5 separate regions of the Mus musculus genome follow, and all the other regions are linked to region 3. The links are chromatin contacts, called in public promoter capture Hi-C maps. All regions are on one chromosome and are shown on one strand. The core of a region is the stretch at or near the end of the contact, and the rest is flanking DNA. Distances in the headings are between cores, read along the strand shown. Region 1 holds the start of Cdk5 (cyclin-dependent kinase 5). Region 2 holds the start of Gbx1 (gastrulation brain homeobox 1). Region 3 holds the start of Fam126a (family with sequence similarity 126, member A). Region 4 holds the start of Srpk2 (serine/arginine-rich protein specific kinase 2). Region 5 holds the start of Nos3 (nitric oxide synthase 3, endothelial cell).

Region 1 (4,051 bases), core at 1,025-3,524, 390 kb after region 3:
TTGACCTCAGAGATGCACCTGCTGCTGCCTCCCAAGTGCCGGAGTTAAAGACTAGCACCCCCACACCCAGCTTGGCAAGTGCTCTTAACAACTGAGCTATCTTTTCAGCCTTTCATCTAGTTACTTTTGAGAATCTGCACTGCGGGCACTGGAGGGATGTGTGGGAGTACAACAGTAACCAAACTGTCCTTGCTTCTCACAGCTTCCTGGTGGACCTTCCTGTATTTCCAGTCCATGTTGGTCTCCCCTACATAGCTGCAATTGGGTACACACACCATAAGCATCAACATAAATACAAAGTTCAGTATTACTCAGGACCCACTTCTGGTGGGACCTGGGCCAAGGCATTGGTTTTAGGCCTAGAATAGTGACTGGTACACAGCAAAACCTTCAGCAAATACTTATTATGTTGGCTTCTCTCTCTCTTTCTCTAAGATTTACTTTATTTAAAAATTACGTACGTATGTGTATACATCCATGCATGCACATGTGTGTCAAGGGGAGGAGGGTGTGCACATGAGTGCAGGTGCCCTTGAAGGCCAAAAGTGGGTACTAGATCCCCTGGGTCTGGAGTTACAGGTGGTTGTGAGCTACATCAGTTGGGTGCTAGAAACTGAATTCACATCATCAGGAAGAGTAGCCATCTGTCCAATCCCTTTTGTCTTGATTTTGCTTTGATGTTTAAGACAAGGCCCTGCTTTGTATCTCTGGCTAGTCTTAAACTTGAGATGGCCCTGCCTCAGCCTTATGAGTGCTCAAGTTAGAAGTATGGGGCACTATGCAGGCCCGGGATTTGTTGAATGCAGGAGATAGTCTCTCCTGTGTCTCATCTCTGGAGTGCAAATGACATCATTGAAATCAGATACTGTCTGTGCAAATCAAAGGCAATCACATAAATAACGTTCACCAAGGCAAGTAGTCCTTGGTAGGCAGAAACAGGGTTCCCCTGGTACCCCAGCGCCCCAACCTGGCAGTCAAAGAGTGCTGATATTTATATAGGCATACCCAGGTGCCACAAATCCCTAGACATCTTTCCTCTCACCTTCACAATCTCAGGGTCCAGGTCACCATTGCAGCTGTCGAAATATTTCTTCAGGTCCTAAATAGAGGTTGCAGTGAGGAGAAGAGGACCGAGTTCAACCTTAGTCTGGACTCCTATACCCTCCCATGATAAATATGCCCCGCCCCCCCCCAAGCCCCTCTTTCACCTGATCACAGAACTCAAAAACCAGTGTCAGCTTCTTGTCACTATGCAGGACATCATGAAGCCTAGGGAAAATGAAAGGCTTAGCCACATCTCCAAGTTGGCCTCTAACATCCCAATACCAGCCCAGTCTAATAAGGAGGTTCTATCCTACCTGACAATGTTTTTGTGCTTCAGTTCTTTGAGTAGACAGATCTCCCGGAGGGCTGAACTTGGCACACCCTACAACATGCAAGGGGGTAATAGTTACACGAAACCCAAGACAGACTTTAGACCCCCCCTCCCTCCCAGGCCCTAGGCCTACCTCATCGTCATCATCCAGCCTGACACGCTTCAGAGCCACAATCTCATGAGTTTCCCGGTTTTTAGCCTTGAACACAGTTCCATAGGTGCCTAGAGGAAGGTTGGGGGTGAGGGAGAGGATCCTTCTCAATATCTTAGTGTGTAAGGGTAAGTTCTCAGGGCAAAGGCCAGATGTGGAGTAGTTTTGTGAGTGAGGATGCCAAGGAGAAGGTGCCTAAAATAACTCAAGGCTTCAGCTGCAGGGAGAATCTGCCATAAACTCCCGGGTCGGGGGTAGGGTCGGGGGGTATCGAGGAGTCACCTAGGGGAGGAACGAAGGCCTGCAAAAATGTTAAGGTTGGAGGTTCTGCAATGAATTGAAGCAGGAATCCCAGGTGAGGTTTGCAAGTGATGCTGGGGCTAGGGACGAGAAATGCAGGAAGTGCCGCGGTTAGGAAGGCTGGTCCACAGAGATTGCTAAGGCTAAGAGCAAGAGTTTGCCGCAGATGCTAACACAGGGTTCGTTTCTGCACTGGGTGAGGGACTCAGCGGCCAGGGCTTTTGGCTAGTGCTGAGGTCGGAGCCTGCCGGTATAGCTGACGGTAAGGGAGCTGGGACTGCAAGTAGGGTCTTCAGAAAAAGACCTTGCAGGAACATCTCGTGGTTCCATTACCTTCCCCAATCTTCTCCAGTTTCTCGTATTTCTGCATTGCAGCGGCCGCGGGGACCCCTGCGGGCCCTCGGTTCTAAGACTCCCGGCCCTGGCGTTGCAGAGGAGGTGGTACTCACAGCTCCAGCCCCGCCCACCTGCTCACCACGCACTGGCATCTGGGACTTGTAGTCCCGGGGAAGCCATAGTTCCCAAGAATGCCTGTGGCGGAGGACACGCGGACTACAAAGTCCAACAGGCTGCGCTCGGGCTCTCTGCAGCGATCAACTCCAGGGACTCGTTTCCATCGCGGAGGCAAACCTTAAACTTCAACTCCCAGGAAGCATCGCGTGTCGGGCGTCTCCGCCAAGGCGCGGAGGCTCCCAGTGTGCCCCGCTCTTGTTATTATTCCTTTTCTGTGCTCACAGCCTTCCAGAAAAGGGCCTCTCCGGGACTACGCGTTCCAGAATACAGTGAGGGTGGGGGTGGGGTGCTCTCTGCTTGAAGTTTGCGTTTGACGGCCTAGATCCCGAGCGCTGTTGGCCCGGCTCTGACCTGGTTGGGTGTTTTGAGTCACCAGCGACCTCCTGACAGCTTCAGCACTAGTTTTCACCTCTCCTAGGCCACCTGGTGACCCCAGGACTGATTGGGGAATGATTCTGAGCGATGTCTTACTGCTGATGACCTCACAGGGACCAGCTGACCACAGGGCTGGGCAGCGAGACAGGTGTGCCCCGTTAGAGTCTGGATTTGAGTGGAAGGACACACGCCAGAGTCCCCTCTTTCTGCTGGGCCCATTTTATCGTCTCGAAACCCACCGGACTCCAGCGGCTCCACTTTGACATGCCGAGGCCAGCTGACTGGAGCCTGGGTGTCCCCCAGATCCCAGTCTTCAGAGCAGGCCCACTGGAGTCAGCCAGGGTGTGGCCCACGAAGACTGGCAGGTCAGTTACTTCCCTCAACAGACAAGACCACAGACAGTTGCTACACTTGGAGCAAGCAGCCTTTACCTCATCCTATAAAGGAGTTGATTATAGATTTTCTTGCACTACTCTCTAATTGTCTCATGATTGCATTCTTGAGGGCTGTGAACCGGGCGAAAATGGCCCCAAACAGCATTCCTCAGCGCGGAACCAGAGTAGGCGCTAACCGTTTGTCAATTAACTCACTTAAATCTGAGTGCTTTTGCATAAACAATATTGTGATTTACCCACGTGGCAGACTGAAGACGCATAAAGTGTATTCTTTATCTGAAATAATTGATAACTTAGTTGAGAAAACATGATGACACGCAAGGGTCTTTCAAATAGAGGTGTCAGCTATGAATAGGTTTCCATTTAGCCCGGAGGTAGTTCTAGCGAAAGGGAGGAATCTTCAACAAGTTGTCTTGTTTTCCATCAGTTCAGGGTCTTGGCCACCCAACCCCACCCACTCATTACTCCACATTCGCCTGCCACCCGTTCTCTCAAGCAGACACCGGGGCTTTCTTGGTGTTTCAGTGGTGTTATTTGGGCGGGGGCTCTGCAGAACCTTAACGTCAAAAAATCTGTAGTTCGACTCCCTGCATCTCAATTTCCTGGCCTACTCCACGCCCTCGATCCCCAACGTAAAGCTGGCTTCTTTCCTCACAGAGGTGGCTCACTAAAGCTAAGAGAAGGCGAGCCCGGAGCTTCGCCGCGGGTGGCGGGGGGGGGGGAACAGCCGGAAGGCCGCGCCGGCGGTGTCGGCGGTGTCGGGCTGTGCCTGGGAGCGCGCCCCCGCCGCGGAGGCTCAGCGTCCGCTTTCCGCCTCTCAGCTAGCCGCGCCGGGGGCGCGCACGGCGCGCTGCGGGGGGCGCGCACGCTGGAGGCTGGCCTGCCCGCAGCGCGGGGGAAAGTTGAGTTGGGAGAAGTTGGGAGCGGCGGGGGCGCGCCCCG
Region 2 (3,744 bases), core at 754-3,253, 500 kb after region 3:
CCTTCTGAACTATCCCAATCCTTCCTTCTTAGGAACCTCCTGCCGGTTTCCGTCCTCCAAGCTCTGCCCTGCCCTCTGGTCTGAAGATCCTGTCTCCTAACTCTGGGAGCTCTAGTCTGCTAAGGAGATGCTGCTCTGACTTCCGATTCTCTTGGGCCAACCAGTTTGGAAAAGGAATTAGCAGAAGAATCCCCACAGCCAAAACGTCCAGAACCAAATTAGAAAAAAAAAAAAAAATAGAAGGCAGGCTTCTTGACAGCCGCTGGCATCTGAGAGTGAGCAGCGCTGAGGGCAGTTTCACAGCAGGGACATCAGGAATGGCCCGTCCTAGCCAATGATTCTTGGACCCTCTTCTTGCCTCTGCTATAGTCAGCCTCCAAATCCTTCTGGTCCTTCCCATCCCAACCTAAGTGCCATGGACTGAGAAGCAGAAATGGGCTCGTCTTAGTGTGAAGGAAGTTCCAGCCCTCTACCCTTGCACGGGCTAGCTTTCTTAATTAGAACTCACCAGATTGCAGAAACCTTGATCTCGGCACACCTGGCTCTTCCAGGCTAGGAAACCGCTCTAGAGTAGATACTGAGGTCAGGACAAGAGGGCTTCAAGGGAATGGAGTCTGATTGGGTTCGTTTACTACACCCTGTTTCTGTGGAGAAGGCATCCTCCCGGGGAGAGCTCAGGGCTCTTAAATGATGGCTCAGCTGAATCTTAGCAGGATTCTCAACTCCCAAGTCTTTATGCCACACCCAGTTCTGCCAGCCTTTAGCATTTCCAGTCCTGGCCAGCCCTGGTCCAGCACCCTCCCTGGTTCTCCAGTTTTGAGAGCGACCTCTGCTAAGGTGAAGGAAGCCACAGGCTCACCAGGCCCTGCATCCAGAAAGCCCATTCCCATCGTTGAGTGTTGAGGGGTCGATTCAGACCGTGTCCCCACATACTAAGCTGACAGTTACCCTAACATGCTGTCACCCTAGGGTCCTGCTGAGGCCCTCAAGAATACAACCTTTGAGAGGAGAAAAAACGAAGGGATTCTGAAAAAGAGATGGGGCGAGGTTTGTGGACTATAATGCCTTGAGAAACGTACTGCCGGTGAGACTTCAGGCGCTCCGGGGCAAGAGCAGGGCTTTGGGACCTGGAGATGTCCACTACTGAACACCGCGTACGATCTGGAGTCCGGCACTCCAGGGCTCCAAGCAGATGGCGGGAGTTTTGGACCGGTCTCGGATCTGGGACTTCCTGACGGTCAAACCCGTGTCGGTCCCAGCACTTACCCGGTAGACTCGGGAAAGTCTCAGAGAAGTGCGGAGGCGGGGGCGGCGGAGGTTCAGTCACTTTCTCGCGCGCGGGCAGCAGCTCCTCAGCGTCCAGCGCTCCGTCAGTGCGCCGGGCCGCGGGCTCCGGGTTGCTTCGCGAGGCGGTGGAGGCGGCGGCGGCGGCGAGCTCCGGGGGCCCGTAGTAGGCGTCCGGGGGCTCTGCGAAGCTGGGCAGCGCAGTGGTCAGCGCCACCATCGAGGGCACCGCCTGGCCCAGCCCCGCGCAGAAGGTATTGCTCAGGCGGCCGGCGAACGAGGCGAGCGGGGCGAGCGGCGGCAGGCCGGCGGGCAGCGGCGCGGGGGCCAGCGCCTGCGGCAACACGAGCGGCCGGTAGGGCATGAACATGGGGTAGCCGGTGTAGAGCAGGTGGCCCGAGCGCGGCGGCGGCGGCCCGATGAGCGAGTCGATGGAGAAGGCGGCGCCGGGGCCGCCGCTGCTCCCGCCGCTGCCCCCGGGGGCGCCGCCGCCTGCCGCTCTCTGCATGGCGCTGCCCGGGCCCCGCCGTGCGCCCCGCGCGGACACGCAGGGCTCGCTGCGGGCGCGCGGGCCGAGGTGGCGGCGGGGCGCGGGCTCGGCGCAGTGTGGCTCCGGCGCCGCGCTCTCTCGCTCATAAGGAGGGAGGGGGCGGGCGGGCGGGTTGGGGGTGTCGCCCTCCGGACTCATCCATCTTCCTCAAATTACGCTTCACTTGCTCCCTCCGCCCGCCGCCGCTCCCGGCTCCCGCGCCCCGCGCCCCGCGCCTTTTCAGTGGCCCGGCCGGCCCGGGACCCCGCCCGCCCCCCGCGGCCCAACCAACTATTATTAATGCAGATTGATGAGGCCGGACCCGCGGCTTTGTGAAAGTTTGCGGCGGGCGAGGAGGCGGCGGCGGCAGCTGGCTAGGTCCTCTCCCCGCGCCCGGACGTGCTCCCGGCTCAGCCCACGCGGCCCGGGCTCGGCGCGGCTCGAAGGGCGAGAGGAGCGCGGCAGGGCGGGGCGGGGGTGCGCAGGACGCCAGGAGCGACTCGGGGCGCACCGAGTGGCGATCCCTAGGAGCCCCGATGCGGCGCGGGGCAGCAGGGGGCGCGCTCTCCGCCCAGGGCCCCGTGCGCGCCCGGGGCCACTCGTGGGCGACCGCTTTCCTACTGTCTTCCCAGTGCCTTCGCACTCTCTGCCTGGGACTCGGTTCTCTAAGCTCTGGCTCTCGCTCCCTCTCCCTCATTTCTCCTCCATCTCCAACTTCTCGCTTATGCGGGAATTCCTGGGTGCCCACACAGGGCCAAGTACTTACCCTTCCCCCTCCTTCACCTTTCCCCATCCACCTCTCTCCCACCCTTTCCATTCTTTTTCTTCCTCTCACTTTCCTCTCTTTTAGCCGCCTTTAAAATTCCTATTCCTCTCTTTTTGATTCTCTATCCCAGTCTATTTTCTCATTCCCTGCTCTCTCTCTCTCTCTCTCTCTCTCTCTCTCTCTCTCTCTCTCTCTCTCTCTCTCTCTCTCTCTCTCTCTCTCTCTCCCCATTAATTTCCCTGATTGGCTCCCTGGCTCCAGCGCGTCTGATGAGCCCTATTCATTCTCGGGCCTGACACTCTCGACCTGCCCTGGCTGATTGCTGGGGGCTGGCCCTAGGAGCGCTGATGAGCCCCAAGGGTCAGCAGCGCTAATTATCTGCTAATTGCAGATGACTCTGCTCACCTCCCCCATTCCGCCTTGACTGTCCCCCTCCTCTGATTCCCAGCAACAGACTTGTCGTTCTAGAGGCAAAAGTCATTGGCTTTTGGCTGCATAAGCACCTCAGGTCAGAGAGTGAGAACAAGACAAGCAAGAAGAGAGGCTCAAAGTTGCAAATGGAGAGCAAGCCTGTCCAGCAAAAGTGCAGCCTTTGGACTAGGGAACTATTCAGGTGCGGTCAGGAAGAGCCTCACAGTCTAAAGGAGCAATAGCAAAGCCAGACAAATTCAACAGGATGTAGTTTAGGCGTGCGAGTGGTCCTATTTAGATATAGAGGAAAACCTACTGAGCTCCCAAAGAGGACAGAGCTGGGCTGAAGGGACTGCTGGGTCTCTGACATTTGTCCCAAGCAGAAGTATTTTATTAGCTAATGAGCAGAGCTATTGTCACAGTGATGTCAGCAGGGTAGCACTAAGGCAGGATTAAGTAAGATAAGGCTTGAACTGGTTTTGTGGTAACTCTTGCTGATATTCAGAAGCAGGAAGATCAGAAATTTAAGGTCATCTTCAGCTACCTAGGGAGTTCTAGGCCAGTCTGAACCTGGGACCAGGCCACCCTGGGGTACACAGTGAGACCCTCTGAATGGGAGGAGAGGAGGGAGGTCTTGCTTTCTGAATTCATCAGAGAAGTGAAAAGAAGATGGTGTCAAGGCTGCACAGTCCTGATATGCTTTGGACTCTACATTCTCCCAATGAACACAGAGACAGGCTGGGGAGATGCCGCC
Region 3 (4,301 bases), core at 161-2,660:
TCAAAAACGTGATACAAAGAGTCATCTTATAAACCTTAAAATGTATTCACCTAAAGGGGAAAAGTGGTCACAAACGATCGGGGGTGGGGGTTGGGGGGAGGAGGCTGGTGCCATTGGCAACAGAGCAGTCCTAGGAAAACACACCTCCCAGAACTATCGCATTGTTTCAAGGTTACCCTAATCTTTGTGGCTTTATGTAGATAAAAGTTGTAACAACTGAAAACCTCAAACTGCAACGCGTGGCATGAACCACAGGGCTGGCACATCTCCTGCAAAACCTACCTTGTTACCCAAAGGACACCCAGTGTACAGAAAGCCAGTGTTACCCTGCATGCAACCAGTAGCAGTCTCTGTATCGCAGCAGCACTCCCCCTACCTGAGCAGTGGAGCCGCTGCCCGCGTGCAATAGCGTTTTATCCCAGAAGCGATTCAGTGCAGTGCAAAACCACTAGGGCCAAATTCTTCAGGAACCTCTAAACTCTAAAGGTACAAAGCAAACACATGCACGCTGCAGGGCAGAGACCCAGTTTTGCTGAAGCTTGCAAACCTGGGGTGTTTTCGTGCGGGGAGGGGGGGGGCAAGGAAGGAAAAAAGAACGAAAGGAAGAAAAGAAAGAAAAAAGAAAGAAGCTTACAAAAAAACAAAAACAAAAAACCGTTCAGTGGACAGAAAACCCTGTCGATCCTCGAGGGCGGTCACAGCAGCCGCAGAAGAGGCAGAACTCCAGGGTCCAGCGCGGCGCAGGCAGAAGAGGAGCTCTCCTGGTGGTGGACAGACAGACCGGTCTGGCACTCCGAACCCCCAGCCCCACGGGATTCAAGACCCGAGCGAGCACCGCTCTGAAGAGCACCGGGTCTGCGGAGCCAGCGTGGGCGGCGAGGCCAGGCTTTGGGCGGCGCGGACGGGTGGGCAGTGGCCATAGGCTACGGTGGGCTCTGTGCTAGGCCGACCCTGGGGCACCCCCAGCTCATCGCCCAACCGGGAACGGAGCCTCGTTCACAGCGGGCAGCCGGCCGCGGCCAACTTAGGGTTCTCGGGCCGCGCCTCGCGCGGGAGCCGTTACCCGCAACGGGCCGCCGCCCCAGGACGAAGTCCTACCCGCCGCCGGCAACAGCTTCAGCCCCGCTCCTCCCAGACCAAAGAAAGTTCTCGGTCTCCCGGCGCCTCAGGGGCCGGCGTACGGCTCGCGGCAGACTCACCAGAGCAGCTCCGGACCTACCGCGGCCTCCCCCCACGACCACGGCGACCACGGCGACCACGGCGACCGGGCGACTGCGCTCCGCCGGCAGCCGCGCCACCTGCCCCTCTCCTTCTAGCAGCACGAGTCCGGGCGAGCCATCTTCCCTCCTCTCTCTGACTGACAACCCAGCCCGGACAGCCGCCACTGCCGCCAGCCTCTCTGACAGGCACCACCAGAGACCCGTCCCCAAGCAGCCAACCACCACCGTCCCACACTGGATCAGCCTATCACTGACCCCCAGGGTGGGCCCAGAACAACTTCTCCACCAATGAGAATCTGAAACTATTGATGGGGGGGGGGCGATTTGAGTGGGCGTGGTCTGCGCGATGGGCGTGGTCCGGGAACGCCCAGGGGAGACGATTGACTGTGTGGTTAGTGGTGACAACTAAGAAGTTCCATGAAGGTCTCAGGATCTCTCTGAGCCCTTTAGACCTTAAGTCTTACCAGATGCTTTAAAACGTAATCAGAAAAGGACAGCAAGCTGATATTCAATTACTCGAATCATTTCCCAAAAGTATATCAAAATTTGACCGGATTCTGGGGGGTGTGTGTGGGGTGTGTGTGTGTGTGTGTGTGTGTGTGTGTGTGTGTGTGTCTGTGTGTGTGTGTGTGTGTCTGTCTGTCTGTCTGTCTGTCTGTCTGTCTGTCTGTGTCTGTGTGATTTCGGAAATAGCAATTAAAATACTACCTTTTCTTATGTTCATTGCTTTTGACTTTAGCCTTGAAAATTTCAAATATGGTGTCTAAAAGACAACTGAAGAGTTAAAAAAAATATTACTGCTTTTGCACCCATGTGGAAGCTCACAACCTCTATAACTTCAGTCTCAGGGGATCAGTAGCCCTCTTCTGGCCTCTGCCCTCATCCAGGTACACATGCACCTAACACACACACACACACATAAATTAAAAGAATTTTAATAGTAAAAGGGAGGATGGAGAGTTGGCTCAGAGCTTAAGAGCACTTGCTGATCTTCCAGATGAATGGGGTTCAGTTCCCAGCACCCACATCAGGACTCTAGTACAGCAGATCTGACACTTCTGGCCTCGAAGGTATCTGCACACATATGGTACACATACATACATACACACTCAGCCATACATATATACACATTAAATAAATAAATATTTTTCTTTAGAAAAAAATTAAGTATATTTCTCTACTTTTTTCCATAAGCCATTTTTCGTCTTCCACACCTACTTATCCTACAGATAACGTTTTATATATATATATATATATATATATATAGCCAATACAGCATATGCTCCGAGCTCCCCCTATTACAACCCTCTCAACTCAAATCTGGTTGAATTAGAAAGAAAGAGAGAGAGAGAGAGAGAGAGAGAGAGAGAGGAAGGAAGGAAGGAAGGAAGGAAGGAAGGAAGGAAGGAAGGAAAGAAAGAAAGAAAGAAAGAAAGAAAGAAAGAAAGAAAGAAAGAAAGAAAGAAAGAAAGAAAGAAAGAAAGAAAGAAAGAAAGAGAGGAAGAAGGCAAATTTCAACCTGGAAGAAAGGAAGTCATTCTAAGTTAATGCTAGAGATGACAAAATGTCTCCCAAAACACTAAGCAAGTTTTTAAAACATACCAAAGAAATAATAAGCACATATTATATACATATACACATACACATATACATATATATATATTGAACATTGTATATACATATGTATATACATACATGAAGTCAACCAGGCCATGTTGTTAGGCTTCATTAAGCACATTGCAAAAACAAGATGATGGTGTTAAATCCAACACAACCATGCCCAATGGGCAAAAAGAACACAAGGCAAGAAAAATGAAGAGTTCCACAGGGAAGATGTCTGAGTCTATCTGAAAAGATGGGTACATCTGAGATGAAAGGGCAAGCCTCTACTCCCAGCTACCAGCACATGTTTGAGGCTAGCCTGGGCAACTTGGTAAGAGCCCATCAAAATTATTTTTACAAAGGGCAGAGGGTAAAGTTCAGCTGTAGAGCACCGGCTGGTATGTGCTAAGCCCCAAGTTCAATATTTAGTACCAAAAAAACCAAATGTTTTAAGTCAAGGGCCATTTCAGAAAGAGAGCAGCATGCCCTAAGTCACAAAGTGGCCAGGAAGCACAAGAACGAGTGTGGCGAAGGGTGAAAGGTCACACACCAGCTTACAGCAAAACTAGCTATAGGCATGATAAAAGATGCTTACACCAGCACCATTCACAGTGGGGCCTGCAATGCTGGGAGTGGTCTCTATGGCATTGTCCAAAATGGCAACAACTCACTAAATCTGGGTATTGAGCACTTGGGATAGGGTATGGTTTGGGTTTTGGTTTCTTTTTGTAGAGAATCTCTTCTAAGCATCATCTGTCAATAAAAAATGTCTATAGCCAATGAGTTGAGGCAGGAAATAGGAGGTGGGGCACTGGCAAGATGAAAGAGGATTCTGGGAAACAGGAGAGGTATAAAGAAGAGATTCAAGGGAACCGCTGAGGAAGATGCTAAGGAAGAAGCAGGTCTGGCCTGAAGGAGAGGTAACTAGTCATGCAGATAACATAGGATGGTGTGAATGGGTTAAATGAGTTATGAGCTCGTTAGAGAACAAGCCAAAGCATATGGCCAAGGCATTTTATAATAAGTAATTAATCTCAGAGTTGACATTCCAGGAGCAGAGGCTTCAGGAAAAAAAAAATGGATTTTTTTTTTTTTTCAGAAAGGGGAGATTCACCTGCGAATATGTGGTGAGATGGATGCCTGGCACCTGAGCACAGGTAACCAGCCATGTGGCAGAATGTACATTCAAGTAAATGGGTTAATTTAAGTTATATCTAGCCAGAGAAGAGCCTAACTATATGGACAAGGTATTTGTAAATATATTTTGTGTCTGAGTCTTATTTCTGGGAGGATGGGACTAGGAAGAAGAACTAGACCTAACTTCTACATCTTAAAAAATTTATTGGTGTGTGTGTGTGTGTGTGTGTGTGTGTGTGTGTGTGTGTGTGTGTGTGTGTGTGTGTGTGTATGTGTGTGTGCATGTGTGTGTATGTGTATATGTGTGTATGTGTGTGTGCATGTGTGTGTATGTGTGTGTGT
Region 4 (4,245 bases), core at 474-2,973, 350 kb before region 3:
CAATCCTTTTCTCTTTCTTTCTTTCTTTCTTTTTCTTTTTTTTTTTTTTTCCTACAGACCCAGTATTCCCAGGTAGTCTCCCATCTGAATACTAACCAGGCTTGATCTTGTTCAGTTTCCGAAGCTATGGTCAGAGAATCAAACGCTGAAAGTTGTTCCTTGACTTCCACAGGTGTCAAGGCTCTTACACATCCAAACCCAAACACACACACAAAATAATAAAAATAAAAACCTTTTTTAATTTTCAATGTTTACCTTCCAATTTTCAAGTCTTTTTGCCTCCTAAAAATAGATTTCTTTCATATTTATATATCCACATCTTAGGAAATCCTATACATACAGTCAAGTTATATTCAATTTTGAATGAAGACAATCCTGCCAGTTTTCCTAGATGTCACCAAATGTGTGGGAAATCCCTGCTGGGCCAATACAAATTATAACCACCACCTAAGAGAGCAGAGGGTTATCCCACCCCTTGCAAAATAAAGATAGACAAATATTTCGTAATTTTATTAAAGGCGAATTCTGTCTTTCTCTATAGTACCAAAGACACCACACAAATTTCTTGCGCAAAAGGAACAGCGAAGCAAACAATGTGAGCAAAGATGTTGATAGCTGGTCCAGCAAACCCAGAGAGAGAGGAAAGAGAAACACGCGGCGGCGCTCTGACGCCTAGGAAAACCCAGCTCTCGGGGAAAGGCTTCTCCGACAGCAGCTGCCCAACTGGGCTGCAGGTCCAGGCTGGAGGTGGCTGGCGCTGGCACATTTGAAATATCATAGTCGGTGGATCCAGTCCGGAGCACCACGCGGGACCCGCCCGCGCACACACCCACAGCCCACTGCAGCAAGCGACCTGGGCGCAGCCGCAGCACGCAAGTAACGCTCGACCCGAGCAGAAAGTTTCGAATGAAAAACCCGAGCGCCGAAACGCACCGGTCCCGGAGCTGAACTCACGCCAGGAACAACGCCCGGAGCCAAACCACTTGACAAGCAGCTCGGGTTTTCAGCTGGCTGGCCCAGGCGGGACCGGGAGGTGGCAGAGGCGGCAGCGCACTGGCTCCCGCAGCCCAGGTGTCAGCCGCGCCGCCGCCTCCCTCCCGTGCCCACTATCCGACCCGTGCGGTACAGGCACTGGGGTGCGGATCAGGGATGTGGATAAGGGGCTCAGGATACGGATCAGGGACGCCGATCCGGGGCGCGGGATGAGGATCGGGGACGCGGGGCACGGGGCACGGGGCGCGGGGTCGAGTGCAGAGCCCGGGCGGCTCGCAGGCTGACGGGCCAGGTCGCGGCTCCGGAACCCGCGGCCGCGCGCCCCTCCCCCCACCCCTCCCCCGCCGGGGCACGTAGAGCCGGCGCCGCGTCCCGGGAGACCCACCGCCCGCGGCCCGGGGACCGGGAAGCTCTGCCTGCGCGGCCGCAAGCAACATTCAGCGAGGCGGGGCGGGGTCGGGACCAAGCGCCGCGCGGACTCACTTTTTCGGATGTTTCTCTCTTTTCGGCCTCCGCTTTCGGGCCTGAATGGCCAGCACTGGGGAGAGAGAAGACACATTAACGGTCGGGTTGGCCGCCTGCGTGCCGCGAGGCGGGGCGGGGGCCGCTCGCGCCGCTCACCTTTCCTGGAGCTCATTCCGACTCGGGGCAGCCAGGCGGGGGGCTCCGCGGCGGAGGCGGCGGCGACGCGACAGTCAGCCGCACCGGGATGCAGCCTCCACTCGCTCGCCGGCCGAGGAGGCGGGAACCGCGCCTGCGCCGCCGCGGCCTCTCCCGCGGGGGCCAATGAGACCCGCCCCCGCGGCCCCGCCCCGCAGCCCCGCCCCCTCCGCGCCCCCCTCCGCAGCTCTGGAGCACGGGGGTCCGGACCCCGGCCGCGCCCTTATCACTCGCTCGGCGGCCCACCTGTGCTGAAGGGCGGTTGCGCGCTCACGGTTCCCCGCGCCCACGGCCCCCTCGCCCACGGCCTCCCGCGCCCACGGCCTCCACCTCCTTGCTTTTACGGCCGCCGCAGGCCACCCGTTCCCGGGCACTAGGCCCAGCCGCCGACCCTTCCTCCCAGCCACCGCTCCGCACCCCGGCTGGTCGTGCCGCACGCCTCTCCATGCGCTCTTCCTTGGCCAGCGCCTTGGCGGGTCTCTCGCCACCTCTCTCAGGCGGCCTCCTCTATCCCTTTGCATCTCTACATCCTTGCATCCCTATGAGCGCCGCTTCCTCCTCTCCGGCGGGCGTGGAAAGGGCACAAGACCAAGAGCTGAGGAACCTGGGTCCTTGAGTGTCTGTGTGACCTTGGAGAAGTGATTTTCCTCTCTTTTCCTACTCCATTAGGCTGCGTGAGTTTAACGAAGGAAAGATGCACACAGCTTAAATGGAAAGTTTGTCACAGAAAGCCTAATTTTCTAAATACCATGAGATAAGAGCCTAAAACAGCAATCATGCCAAAAAGTGATTTTTTTTTTCTTCCTCCTATAATGGGGAAACTAAACCCTAAATAGGTCAAACAGTTCTACCAGCCTGTATTTCTATTCAGGCCTGGCTGGTTTCTCTTTCTGCCTTCCCAGGCTACCTGGTTTCTCTTTCTACCTTCCAAGGCTATCTAAGATGCAAATCACGCTGACTGACACGTAGTTACCACTTCAGTGTTCTCTTGTCTCTTTGAACAATTACAGTATCTTAAAGATACTGGTCCTGAACACTCAGTCCTTCATTGGTTACAATTGTATCGTTGAGTTACAACTGTATCACTGAGTCTTACTCTAAAGATGTCCCAACAAACAGGAAAGGCCGCTCCAAGTTTGAAAAGATTTTACTTTCTCCATTTTTTTTTTCAAAAAATCTGAAACATACAAGAAAAATGCAGTAATCGGCACTATTAACCCACATTCACTAGGTTTTTTTTAAACGTTTCTCCACAGTTGCTCTGTGTGTGTGTGTGTGTGTGTGTGTGTGTGTGTGTATGCATATGGTGTATTTTGCTGAGTCATTCAGTAGTTTGCAGACTGTTACCCTCCACCCCAAAAGATTTCAATACATATCTACTAAAAGCAAAGATTTTTTTTTTCTACATAATCAGAACGTTATCACTCTAAGAAAATCCAATAAAATATGTTTGGCGACATTTTTTTTCCAACCCAAGGTCATCCGTTACTGTTAGTGCCCATGTGTTTTTAAGTGTGTTTAGAATAATCCCTGGGTTGGGACTTTTTTTTTTTTTTTCTGATACTTTCCCTGAGTTCCAAGGCAGGCCTTGAATTTACAATGTAGCCAGTCTAAGTACACCTGCGTTGCAGGCCTCTTGCCTTACTTAGCTTCTCAAGTGCATGGAAGACAGGCATGCACCACTAACAGTGACTATTTTGAAGAATCTAGTTCTATTTTGCAGAATGTGCATCAGTTTTAATTTTGTTTGCCTAGTACTACAGTAAGGTTAGTAACTTAAGTGCGATGTATAGATGCATAGATGGTGTGTGACATCAAGATGTCAGTGTAGCCAGGCGTGGTGATGCAAGCCTTTAATCCCAGCACTTGGGAGGAAGAGGCAGGCAGATTTCTGAGTTTGAGGCCAGCCTGGTCTACAGAGTGAGTTCCAGGACTGCCAGGGCTACACAGAGAAACCCTGTCTCGAAAAATCTAAATAAATAAATAAATAAATAAATAAATAAATAAATAAATAAATAAATAAAACTTAAGAGGTAGAATGTTTACCAGAATGAAGTCATGGACCCTACCCAGGTTCACTTCCCAGATACCAGAAAAAGAAAACAGAAAAAAAAAAAAAAAACACAGATTATTGAGCATTCCGGAACTCTTGCATATTGGAAACATTAAAAGCTGTGTCAGCATCTAATGGAACTGCAAAATGGCATGTGGACATTCACTGAGGAAAAGCTGGTCAGTTCCTCAAAAACTAATCATAAAATTGCCAACGATTCCACCGATAGGTATATTTCCACAAACGTTAAAAACAGATGAATCTTTCCACAAGCCTGTGAAGCCAGCACAGGAGGCAAACAGAGACATGAGTTCAAGACTCGCCTGGGTTCTAAGCCAGCCAGTGTTGGGGATTTAATTTATGCTTACATGGAAATTCACACATCTGCTACAGGTCCTTGCCAACAGTTGATTATTTGACTGATCAATAAGGAGCCAACAGCCAATGGCCGGCAGGCAGATGAAGGCGGTACTTTGAGGATGCCCAAGAGGAAGCTGAGAGAAGCAGCAGAATCCCCAAGACTGGGAAGCAGAGAGGTC
Region 5 (3,740 bases), core at 193-2,692, 330 kb after region 3:
GTCAAAGAGTCAAAGTTATAGCTGGACATGATAACCAGGTGGAACTGGTCCATCCAAGGTTCTGTAAAGATTAAATATCCAGAAATAGGGGCTAGATTCCATCTCCTGCCTCCCTCTCCCAAAGATTTAAGTCAGTAGGGACAGGCAGGGGGTCTCAAGGCCAGGCACCTGAAAGAAAACTGGTGTGAGTAAGAGCCACCTGCTGACCCTCTGTTCCCAGCCCCCACCAGTCACCCAGGGAGCCCAGAGCACTCATATCCAAGGATAGGTGGCTCCCTACTTGTGAGGCCCCTTCACCTCTACCTGCCCTGCCCCAAACTAGTGGACCCCACCTTTTTAGTGACCCCAAAGATCAGCACGGCCCATTCCTTCCGGCCATTCCTGCCAGTCCCCCACCCAGGCCCACCCCAATCTTTCCCTCCCCTGCTTTTCCAGAGTCCAGCCAACACAAATCTGCATGTTTGTTTGTCTGCCTGTCTGCCTCTCCCAGTCGCTGCCTCTCCCTGTCTCTAAATTTCTGGGGGTTTTGTTTTGTTTTGTTTTTCTCTTAGTTTCTTTTTTGAGGGGCCTCTGAGGTCTCAAACTCACAAGGTTCCCAATCCTCTACACCCAAATACCTAGCTCCTCGCTTTCTGTCAGCTGCAGATAGTACAGAACTATAAACTCCAACACGCATGGCTGCCTAAGGTGCCCAAAACGTGCTGGTATGGATCTCCCTGCACTCTGGGAATTGTAGTTTGCCTAGTCCACGCTCAGTGTCCACTCCCTCTACCCCCAAAATCTCCTCTGTGGGCCATCTGCCTCTGCCCTGGTGGCTAGGTCTCTCCACTGACCTGCTGCCCCAGGGAAACAGGACACTTGACAGGATTGGAGGGGGAGGCCCTGGATGGCAGCTTCCTGCTCCTTTGTGTCCCCATTTGAGTCATGGGGTGTGGGTTCAGGAAATTGAGATGATACCCTAAAACCAGGAACAAGGACAAAATGTCACTGCATCCTTGCTGAACCCGTGTCCCCAAGTTCCCAAAGGACTCTGAGATAGGAGAGGAGCAAGGGTGAACCTTGAGATCTCTGTGGTCACAGGAATATGATATTCCGTTGCTCTGGTACTCATCCAGTGCTCAAAGCCCTCCCACTGTAGCCTAGCACCATCAAAGCATCTTTCCCACCCTCTAGCAGACAACCCACCATTCCCCGGTCTCCAACGGACACCTGGGTTCCCACTTATCAGCTCTAGCCCTCATGGCGGAACCCAGGCGTCCGGCCTCCCACCCTCTGGGTCAGCGGGCATGAAGCCGAGGTTTTAGAGCCTCCCTGCCGGCCTTGTTCCTGTCCCATTGTGTGTGGGACAGGGGCGGGGCGAAGGCCAGCATCTGAGAGCCCCCTCCCACCACCCCCCTCCCTGCTTCCTAAGGAAAAGGCCAGGACTCTGCTGAGCAGTCGGCAGAGTTGAGGTCAGCTGGCATGGGCAACTTGAAGAGTGTGGGCCAGGAGCCTGGGCCACCCTGTGGCCTAGGGCTCGGGCTGGGTTTAGGGCTGTGCGGCAAGCAGGGCCCAGCCTCTCCAGCACCGGAGCCTAGCCAGGCGCCAGCACCCCCGTCCCCAACCCGACCAGCACCAGACCACAGGTGAGGGGCACGTGGCTATGCGCAGGTAAGATCTATGAGTAAAGGGGTTGTATGGAGGACTGAGGCCTGGCTCTGGGAAGAGCCAGAAGGACCAGGCTACCGATGCCAAAAGCTCCTAATGTGAACAGAACAGAGCGAGATGGCATGGCTGAGGAGAGGCCGGGAGCGAGGCCATCAGGTATTGGGTAAGAGGAGACAAGAGGCTGCGACAGAACTGGGCCAGAGTTTGAGTGTTGGTCCATGTCAAGAACTGGTCAACCTCAGACAAGTTACTTAACCTCCCTGAGCCTCTGTGTGGATAAAAGGTGGACTCCGCAGCACTCACCTCTTGGGGCTGTAAGTTTCCAGTTTAATGGAAGCCTCTACAAACAGTAGTAATAGCTACTTAACTGGAGAAGACAGGGGCAGGGGACGGGCACACTATGTGTGGGGTTTCAAAGAACAGCAGAGATCTGGGGCCTGAGATGCAAACTCTTGGGTCGGGGGGCCAAGGCAAAGCTGCTAGGTTCCTCTCCTGCTTAAGGATTCCCTCCTTCTGCCCTGAGCCGCAGACAGACCTGCAGCCCTAGCCCTCAAAAACATCCCTGAAGAGAAGAAAATGAAAAATTCCAGTGGGTTCAGGCCAAGGGGCTCCTGCCAAGCCTGAGGGTCCAGTGCTGCGGCTCAGGGCCCCAAGTCCCTCCCTTCCTCCTGCACAGGCAGGCGGTTCTGGGAGGAAGTGATAAGGCTTCAGGGCTTCCCTTCACACTAGGGCTGCTGTCAAGAGGGCTGGGAGTGGGAGTAAAATCAGAGCAGAGGAATCCCTGCAGGGGGCTTCCCTCAGCTCGGCCCTAAAGCTGGGCAGCGGCTACTCCATTTCCAGTTGCCCAAATCTGATCCTTAAGATGGAGTAGCATGAAGAATGGTGGCCTAGGGGCCACTGTGGTGAAGTATAACTATAATCCCAGCAGTTGGGAGGTGGAGGCAGGAAGATTCTAGCCATCCTCAGCTAGACAGACCTTGAGACCAGCCAGGCCTGTTTCAACAACCCCCCAGCACACACCCAAGAGGTTATTTCACTCATGGTCCAGAAACTGGAACAGCTATGAGCATGGCACAACCACCTGCTCTGATGGGTCGTCATGCACCATCTCAGGTGAGGCAAGGGCATTCCGAGGTGAGCACCCAGACCAAGCAAGGAGGCCAAAGAGCAAGCTCTCGCTTTTTATTTTTTATTTATTTATTTATTTTTAAATAACAAAGGTACTCCACTAGAACCCAGTCAGTCTGCCGTAACAGGAGGAATCTACCACCTCTCCACTCAATCGCAGCTTCTCAACTCTTCTCTAGGATCCAAACTTCCAACTTAATAAAGCTAGGAAACACATTCAAACTAAAAGAACTTCAGGTGTAAAAGACACAAAATAGGTTCTGCGCAGGGAGTGAGGACCAGTCTGGGCCAGCACTCCAAGCCTAGAGGGTGGCCTGGTGGTGGTGGGAAACGAGATAGTGGCTCACAGCACACATCAACTCTCTTGTACTCCCTTGCTGGGTGCGTCATTTGACCACGCCTTGAAGCCTTTAAGTGGGGGCACAGAAGGTACTGCCCACCTCCTAAGGCTGTTGTGAGAGCTGACAGAAAGTGTCAGGAAGAGGAGGGTGGGCAACGACCCTGTAGGGTTACTGATGCCGTACAGTGCTGCCCTTGAACAGTGATGGGGAGGCCTAAAGGAGACAAACTTCTCACCCATGACTCTATGCATTCCTGGCCCACAACAGCCCCCCGCTAACCCGGCCCCCAGACGGACCCAGGTTTCCTCGAGTAAAGAATTGGGAAGTGGGCAGCATCACCTACGACACCCTCAGTGCCCAGGCTCAGCAGGTAAGGACAGGTCCTGCCCGTGTTTCTAGGCCTGGTCCCAGATCAGGACCCAAACCAAGAAACTCCACTTTGTTCACATTTGGCCCTTGTCTGCAGAGAGTAGTGAAAGCCAGGAAGGACCAGAGGGATCAAGGGGCATTGCAAGAACTTCAGCAAGCCTTTGGCCCTGAGCCCCAAGCCCTAAGCAACCAATCTCATCCCATTTCCATTATCAGCCCTGCTCTGAGCCCTTGCTTTCCCGAGCCCGCCTCCCT

Evidence for each region. Promoter capture Hi-C pulls out the DNA fragments that hold promoters and counts their contacts. Capture Hi-C pulls out chosen DNA fragments and counts their contacts.
Region 1: a promoter capture Hi-C map of liver shows a contact between it and region 3. The contact joins the promoter of Cdk5 here to the promoter of Fam126a in region 3. A contact is called at or near these places in 1 of 39 promoter capture datasets (liver), 2 of 484 Hi-C or Micro-C datasets (CD4 T cells and CD8 T cells), 2 of 115 datasets of contacts at active chromatin or transcription factors (bone marrow-derived macrophages and pancreatic cancer cells) and 1 of 9 other capture datasets (liver).
Region 2: a promoter capture Hi-C map of the SN4741 cell line shows a contact between it and region 3, with 2.7 times the contacts expected there. The contact joins the promoter of Gbx1 here to the promoter of Fam126a in region 3. A contact is called at or near these places in 2 of 39 promoter capture datasets (the SN4741 cell line and stem cell-derived epiblast-like cells) and 1 of 9 other capture datasets (embryonic stem cells).
Region 4: a contact with region 3 is called in a promoter capture Hi-C map of liver, with 2.1 times the contacts expected there. The contact joins the promoter of Srpk2 here to the promoter of Fam126a in region 3. A contact is called at or near these places in 6 of 39 promoter capture datasets (the 3T3-L1 cell line, cranial neural crest, hippocampal neurons and 3 more).
Region 5: a contact with region 3 is called in a promoter capture Hi-C map of stem cell-derived epiblast-like cells, with 4 times the contacts expected there. The contact joins the promoter of Nos3 here to the promoter of Fam126a in region 3. A contact is called at or near these places in 7 of 39 promoter capture datasets (the 3T3-L1 cell line, cranial neural crest, embryonic stem cells and 2 more), 2 of 484 Hi-C or Micro-C datasets (CD4 T cells and embryonic stem cells), 1 of 115 datasets of contacts at active chromatin or transcription factors (embryonic stem cells) and 1 of 9 other capture datasets (macrophages).

What each region holds. Positions count from the first base shown.
Region 1 is chr5:24,421,290-24,425,340 of GRCm38.p6, forward strand. It overlaps Cdk5 (cyclin-dependent kinase 5), which reads right to left and starts at 2,275. Exons shown (of 12, transcript NM_007668.4): 1 at 2,160-2,275; 2 at 1,509-1,597; 3 at 1,359-1,426; 4 at 1,209-1,269; 5 at 1,043-1,099. The coding sequence starts at 2,196. It overlaps Slc4a2 (solute carrier family 4 (anion exchanger), member 2), which reads left to right and starts at 3,943. Exons shown (of 23, transcript NM_009207.3): 1 at 3,943-4,051.
Region 2 is chr5:24,524,845-24,528,588 of GRCm38.p6, forward strand. It overlaps Gbx1 (gastrulation brain homeobox 1), which reads right to left and starts at 2,004. Exons shown (of 2, transcript NM_015739.2): 1 at 1,267-2,004. The coding sequence starts at 1,972.
Region 3 is chr5:24,029,280-24,033,580 of GRCm38.p6, forward strand. Fam126a (family with sequence similarity 126, member A) reads right to left here and starts at 1,411. Exons shown (of 11, transcript NM_053090.3): 1 at 1,200-1,411.
Region 4 is chr5:23,674,244-23,678,488 of GRCm38.p6, forward strand. It overlaps Srpk2 (serine/arginine-rich protein specific kinase 2), which reads right to left and starts at 1,724. Exons shown (of 16, transcript NM_001359173.1): 1 at 1,615-1,724; 2 at 1,477-1,531. The coding sequence starts at 1,630.
Region 5 is chr5:24,363,377-24,367,116 of GRCm38.p6, forward strand. Nos3 (nitric oxide synthase 3, endothelial cell) reads left to right here and starts at 1,443. Exons shown (of 26, transcript NM_008713.4): 1 at 1,443-1,625; 2 at 3,384-3,486. The coding sequence starts at 1,462.